2 separate regions of the Mus musculus genome follow, and region 1 is linked to region 2. Evidence: chromatin contacts called from public Micro-C data. All regions are on one chromosome and are shown on one strand. The core of a region is the stretch at or near the end of the contact, and the rest is flanking DNA. Distances in the headings are between cores, read along the strand shown.

Region 1 (3,170 bases), core at 296-2,795, 230 kb before region 2:
TGTCAGAGATGCCGCTAAGGAATTCCTTATTAGCTAAGATGCAACCAGGCAGAAAACTCATTACACAGTGCTAAATATACTTAATCACATCTATTAGAGAAAAATGAACTTGATAATTACAACAAATAACTAAACTGCAGAAAGTGTTTAAGGCAAAGGGGAAAAAAAATCCATGCCAGGATCTAAATGTACGGGGGCCCTGGGCTGAACCACACTGAGGGGGAAGCAGGGAACTTATATGCAGCTTTGTGCTGAAGGAGAAATGGTCTGTCGGTTGGTTGGTCTCCAGGTAGGTGGAGCTGGCGCAAGGTGCCTATGAAAATGATGCATTTACATTTCAAAACTGCCCTTGTTTATTTGGTAGGTGTAAAATTTTAATTGAAGAGAAATCTTCTGGGTGAGAGCTGTGTTTGCAGATGGAATCCTAGGTGGGGTGACAGGGAGGGCCTTCGAGGGAGGGAGCCCACAGCAAACTCTCAGCTTGAAGAACGGGGATCTGCGACAGCTGTGTGGCACAAGACCACCTTTCCGGAACCTAACGAACGCCGAATCAAATTTTTCTGCTTTTCTTGGTCACAAAACTGAAGTCCCAAAGTGGGGAGACCTTTAATCACGGCTGCCTAGGGAATTTCCTTAAAGAGTCCTGGAATGAACATCACCTATTCATTTTTCCAGACTCAGATCCTTAGAAACTGGGGGAGAGAGAGCAAACCCATTTTTTGTTGTTGTTGTTGTTTTGTAGCCCAGGTAACCCTGCACTTTTGCTCTTCCTGCCTTAAGGCTCCAGAACACTAGACTTGCAGGCACGCGCTACCACACTCAGTTTAAAACTAGACATTTTGAGAAGTGGATGCTTGCCAGTCCTAGAGACAGGGATAGTTTGGGAGCACATGCTAGTCCCTCTCAGAGTCCAGTTGCAGGAGCATAGGAGGAGGCTGGCTTCAGCCTGGATGGACCCTTGCCTCTGGTGTGTCCCCCACAGAAAGGACAGACAGAGACATGGGTTTTCGGCAGAAAAGTGGCCATATGAGTTCATCTCAAAAAAACAAAAAACAAAAAACAAAAAACTGCTGAACAAAATTCCATTGTCCTCTTTGGCCACTGGTGGCAGCAGCAGCAGAGCCTCTTCCTTGCTCTGAATTCTGGGAAAGAGAATTCAGGCCTGTGCAGCAGGACAATCACGGGGAAACACTTTCCTCCTAGAGCTCACATCTGAAGGAGAATGAGAATAGAAGCGATGGGCCAGATGGGCCAGATCTCTCTCACTCCTGTTTCCTGATTCGGAGTTCACATTCTGATCAGACTGCTTGGTGAACGGCCTTTCTGGTGGGTGAAAGGCATTCTGGTTTGGTCACAGAGCATCTATCTAGCTGTCTGGTTACCCTGCCACAGTTTTCCTCCAGGAAATCTCGTCTTAGCTCAAGAACTCACATACAGCTCAGTCACCTCCATCCTGGCAGAGAACACTCCCTGGTTAAACCAAGGCAAGTGAGCGGGTGTACTAGGAATGCTACGTAGCCCTCAATTCCCCATAGGAGATGGACATGGAGGGTCAGCTGTTGCAACCACTTCTTGGTGACCCAGAGGACAGACTGAATGGGAAGGGGACTGACTCACAGAAGTCGGAGCAGCACATAGACAAAATAACAGACCCCAGCATCATACTCTACAAAAGCCAGGCACCAGGACTTTTGCAGAAATATGAGCCAATAAATTAGCATCCCCATGACAAATCTCTCCCCTAACCTCAGCCAGGCTCCTGCCCACTGAAGGAGTCCCGACAGAATTTCACTTGTTCACTGTTAACCGCAAGACTCTGTGTGGACTCATCTGCCCTATGAGAGGACAAAGAAGTGACACAGGAGAATGATGTGCCTCAAGGGAGATGACCCAAGCCAGGGGACCACTGCCTCTGTGCTCAGTGCCTTAGGAGAGGGCCTATCAGACCTAGGCTACTGGAAGGCAATGGTCAGGCCCTGGCCCTTAGCCTGGCAGAGATCAGAGGCCACAGGAGTACCAGCCCCAGCCAGACATGCAGCTGCATTGCGTTTCATCACGTATCAATTTTTACTGAAAAGAAAACCATACAAATTTAATCAGCTCTTCATATGGAAACATTTAACTTTTTTTCCCCTGGAGTTGTTTGATATTATTGTTTTAAGAGTCAGGATAAAAAAAAAAAACAGTCAAGATGTGTGATAGTAGTGGACATCCATTTCTGGCAGGAGTGCAAGTCTCATTTCCAGTAGACTCGAGTCTTAAATGCACTGGCGTCTCTGCCAATTGCCTGGCTCGATGAAGAACATATTACATGCCCATAACCATGAAGAGGACAAGGGGATCCATCCTGCACAGCTCTCATCGGACTCAAGCTGAGAATGAGACGGTCTGAGGAAAGCTCCGGCTTAGGGCATGCTGGTAGGGCATCTAAACCTCAGGGGTTTACAGTCTCTCCTTTGCCCTTCAGAGATGTTATCAACTAGCCTTGCTCCAGAGCTTCTACGCTCCGAAAGCCTGTAACGTGGAGCTCTTACATACTACCTATTAAAGAACTGTGTTCTCTCTCAGTAGCCATAAAATGTAAAACACCTCTTAAAAGAGACTTTCTCTGTTTCCCAGCCAAGGGCACACGAGATGAAAGAAGCTGACTTTTAAATACAATTTTAAAACACCGTGTTAAATAAAATGATGTATCGATACATGCTAGGTGATTCAAACACCAGCTCTGCTTTTGAGATCGTGGGCACTCTGGAATGTCCAAGTGATGTAATCGAAGGGAAAGCCAAGAACTTTGTCTCAGAAAAAAGTTCTTCAGAAGCCCAGGGCAGAGAAGAAGGAGCGCTGGGACCAACTGGATTTGGATCACCTGGCCCACAAGGGTCCCGCAAAGGGTGACCAATGCCTAGCCAGGACAAGAGCCTGAACTGTTGGAGCCAGTGTCAAATCCTTAGAGACTTCAAACCCTAACATGTTTAGAAAGCCATTTGTATTGACAGAATGCTGGCAATGCAGCCATTAAGAGTCCAGGCAACAGCTAATTCCTCTCGGTGTCACTTCAAGATGGCGTTACCTGAGCCGGGCGGTGGTGGTGCATGCCTTTAATCCCAGCACTAGGGAGGCAGAGGCAGGCGGATTTCTGAGTTGGAGGCCAACCTGGTCTACAAAGTGAG
Region 2 (3,156 bases), core at 593-3,092:
TTTGATGGCTAAGCTCTAGAATGGAAAAGAAATTAGCCTTGAAGAAACAGACACTAAACTCTTCTTCCACTCTGTGCTGCTGCTGGAATCTTCCTAATTAGTCTCTAGTCAAGTGGTTTGGCAAAAGACCCTCATGATCAATACTATTCTCATAATATTATATTAGTATTTGCTTGCTTTACTCTGTGGTTGAAGAGAATGCATGACCTTGCATGTGGACAATCAGTCCAACCCGCAGAAACACAGAAGAGAAGAGCCATCTGGATCGGGGACAGAAAGGAGAAATAAATGTCAAAGAGTTACTAAGTTTGGATGGACACAGGAGTAAGCCCTGGTGACTCTAGCTCACATCAATGTACAATTTCTAAGTTGTTAAAAAAAACCAGGTTCTAAATGATAATTAAGTGATGGATATGCTAATGAGCTTCCTTTAACCATCCCACAACATATGTACCAGTCATAATGTCACAATGTACTCCATTTACACAATCATTTATTAATTTAAAAAACTATCATTGTACAAAATAAACAAATAAAAATAAAAAATAAGCTGACCCTTGTCAAGTTTCAGTACATTATCAAGGAAAATATGACGATTTAACACTAAGAAGCCCACTCAAACACTCTCCCTTCAAGACCTGAGGAAGACTGGATTTTGTTCATAAGCCTCAACCAAAACAACACAGCAGAACAAAACAGTAGAACAACTAGGTACAACATCAGCTATGAAAACCCAGTTTTGCTAGACAATAAAAAGATTTGCTAATATGTAAATCTTTTTGATAAAGTTTTGTATTGGAAAACTTATTTTTTATATAAAAAAGTCACAGTCACTGCTATTATTAAATGAATAAAGTTGTTTTGTGATTCTTCTGTTTGTTTCCAAACATAGTAACTGCCTGGAGACAAGCCTCTACAGAAACAAGAGGTTTGGGGATTCTAAATAAACTTTACTACAAAAGAGCTGGGAGAACAAAAGGTTTGAGAACTTCTAAAGAAAATATATTAATAGCTGCCTTCACATACACACACACACACACACACACACACACACACATATGCATAGGCACACATACAAAGCACATGCACACATGTGCACACACATAGCATCACTCTGTAGACAGAAGATGAAATGGACTTCTTGGGACTTCTTGTATAATTTGTTAGAGCCCCATGCCCTACTAATTTGCATGTCTAATTTACTCAGAACCTCTCTTCCTCCTCCTCCTCGCTGGCAAGCAACCACAAATTCCACTGTGATTTCACAACCCTCACTTAAGCAAACGGCAAGGCTGTGGCAGAGTGGAGCTCCTCCAGCCTGGCAAACAGGCTAAGAGCTCAACTCCCAGGCTTTCCCTCCCAGGGTCCTTTTCAAACCCTAAATCCACAAAACACTGCATTAGTTTGCTCAAAGCAAATAGTTAATTTGTCCTTTCACTAGAAATCAAAAGGGCAAAGTCACAGAGCCGGGCTTCTGCTTCAGCCCCACGCTGACCCTCCACCATCCCCCTCTCCCCAGCAAGTGGCTGTCAGAGCCACGCAGAATCAACAGATCAATCAATCCATAACAAATATTTATACTGCCTACATGAAAAACAGGGGAAAAGAAAACTAACAATGCGGGTAATAAAATAAAAACGCCTTAGTCAACAGTGCTCTAAGAAGTCTGAACAAAGGAGAGAAGAACCTTGTGCCAAGGTGATGAGAAGAAGAAAGCAGAAAACAGCTCGCCAGGTAATAAGGGCGGCAGAGCTAAAAAGTCAGTAATCAAAGCAGCCGATCAAGCGTCGGTGATTAGACCTCTGGCTAACAGTCGGCTTCAGCAGGGGAGAGCGGGAGATAAGGCGAGGATGATAGACTGTGCCCTGATTATGGAAGGTCCAGAGAGTCTGGCTGAGTAGTCTGGATTCCATCCTGAATGTAATAAGCAGCCACAAAAGGCTTTTGAGAAGGACAGGAACACAGTGAAGGCATAATTTTGGTGAGAGAGAGAGAGAGAGAGAGAGAGAGAGAGAGAGAGAGAGAGAGAGAGAGAGAGAGTGTTTAATTTGCTGCCCTGTGTTTTAACTCTATTTATAATATGGTTCAGTTCAAAGGAACCAAGACTGGAGGTCGGAGGGCCAGATAAGGAAGATGACTGAGAAAGCCCAGGGAGGCAGGAGCTGGGCCTGAACCAGGGGGTGGAGACTAAATTGTAGCATCTAGAGCTCCAGGAGCCAGAGAGGACCATAATGAACACAGTGCCACAGTGGTAGTGGGAGTTAACAGCACTGACCACATACTTAAACAGTACCTGCTTAGCTATTTGCTGTGCTGGGAAAGAAACAAAAAACTGGTTTGAGTCAATTTGTAGCCAAGGCTCCGGAGAAGTGTTAGGCCTCACCAGGCTCCTGGCCTGATCTACGAGACTCAGAAAGAAAATCAGCACCAGGAACCTTGGGCTTTTTCTGCAGACAAAGTAGTTGTCCCAACACTGGATTTCCAGCACAAGGCCAGAAAGGTCACAAACTCATTCCACTTAAACATCAGTTGTCACGGTGGCACCTTCCTTTTTCCTGGCTGTCTCTGGCTTCACCTATAGCTGTCTGTCCTTACAAACGGACCATTCTAACCATGGCTTCCTGATCCTCTCCTGCCCACATGTGGCAGATGTGGGACTCCTTGACAGGCTAGCCCGTAACACTGCTTCGGAAGCCACTACAGCTTAGCTTTGAGCCCAGTTCTCTGCTCCTCAGGAGGATGCTATACAGAAACAACCTCTCGTCACTGCTTCCTGCAACCAAACCCATACACACACCATAGGTAGACATGGATGTGAACAGAGGCAGAAGCGTCAAAGTGCCAGGTGTTTAAAGTGAGCTAGAACTCACAAAGAAAGCCCTGCTCCAAGCAAATGTACTTAATCTCAGCACTCAGGAGGCGGAGGCAGGCGGAGGCAGGCGGATCTTTGTGAGTCTGAGGCCAACCAACCTAGTCTACAGTCAGTCAGGGCTACACTGAGAAACTCTTGTCTAGAAAAAACAAATAACATATAATATACATGTATGTCCTCCAAGCATGAGTGGCAAAGTCCAAGAGAACTTAACTTGTAACAACCTTTTGTAACAACCGCCCCTTTAAGATCTCTACAATTCATCTTGGCGTCAACACCGGAAG

What was found. A called contact is a pair of places that touch in the nucleus more often than the background predicts.
Region 1: a Micro-C map of embryonic fibroblasts shows a contact between it and region 2, with 3 times the contacts expected there. The contact joins two enhancer-like sites. A contact is called at or near these places in 7 of 484 Hi-C or Micro-C datasets (adipose-derived mesenchymal stem cells, cortical glia, cortical neurons and 3 more) and 2 of 115 datasets of contacts at active chromatin or transcription factors (double positive thymocytes and kidney).

Annotation. Positions count from the first base shown.
Region 1 is chr8:91,614,451-91,617,620 of GRCm38.p6, reverse strand. All of the region lies in intron 8 of Fto (fat mass and obesity associated), which reads right to left. Among named protein-coding and RNA genes, the nearest start is that of Gm36325, 99 kb to the left of the region's middle. Within about 2 kb of position 1,545, at least 31 of the 459 cell types and tissues checked have an H3K27ac peak or open chromatin away from gene starts, as enhancers often do. A contact at or near this core is called in embryonic fibroblasts, where this site is marked.
Region 2 is chr8:91,380,032-91,383,187 of GRCm38.p6, reverse strand. The region is part of intron 1 of Fto (fat mass and obesity associated); the gene reads right to left. Among named protein-coding and RNA genes, the nearest start is that of Fto, 68 kb to the right of the region's middle. Within about 2 kb of position 1,842, at least 87 of the 459 cell types and tissues checked have an H3K27ac peak or open chromatin away from gene starts, as enhancers often do. A contact at or near this core is called in embryonic fibroblasts, where this site is marked.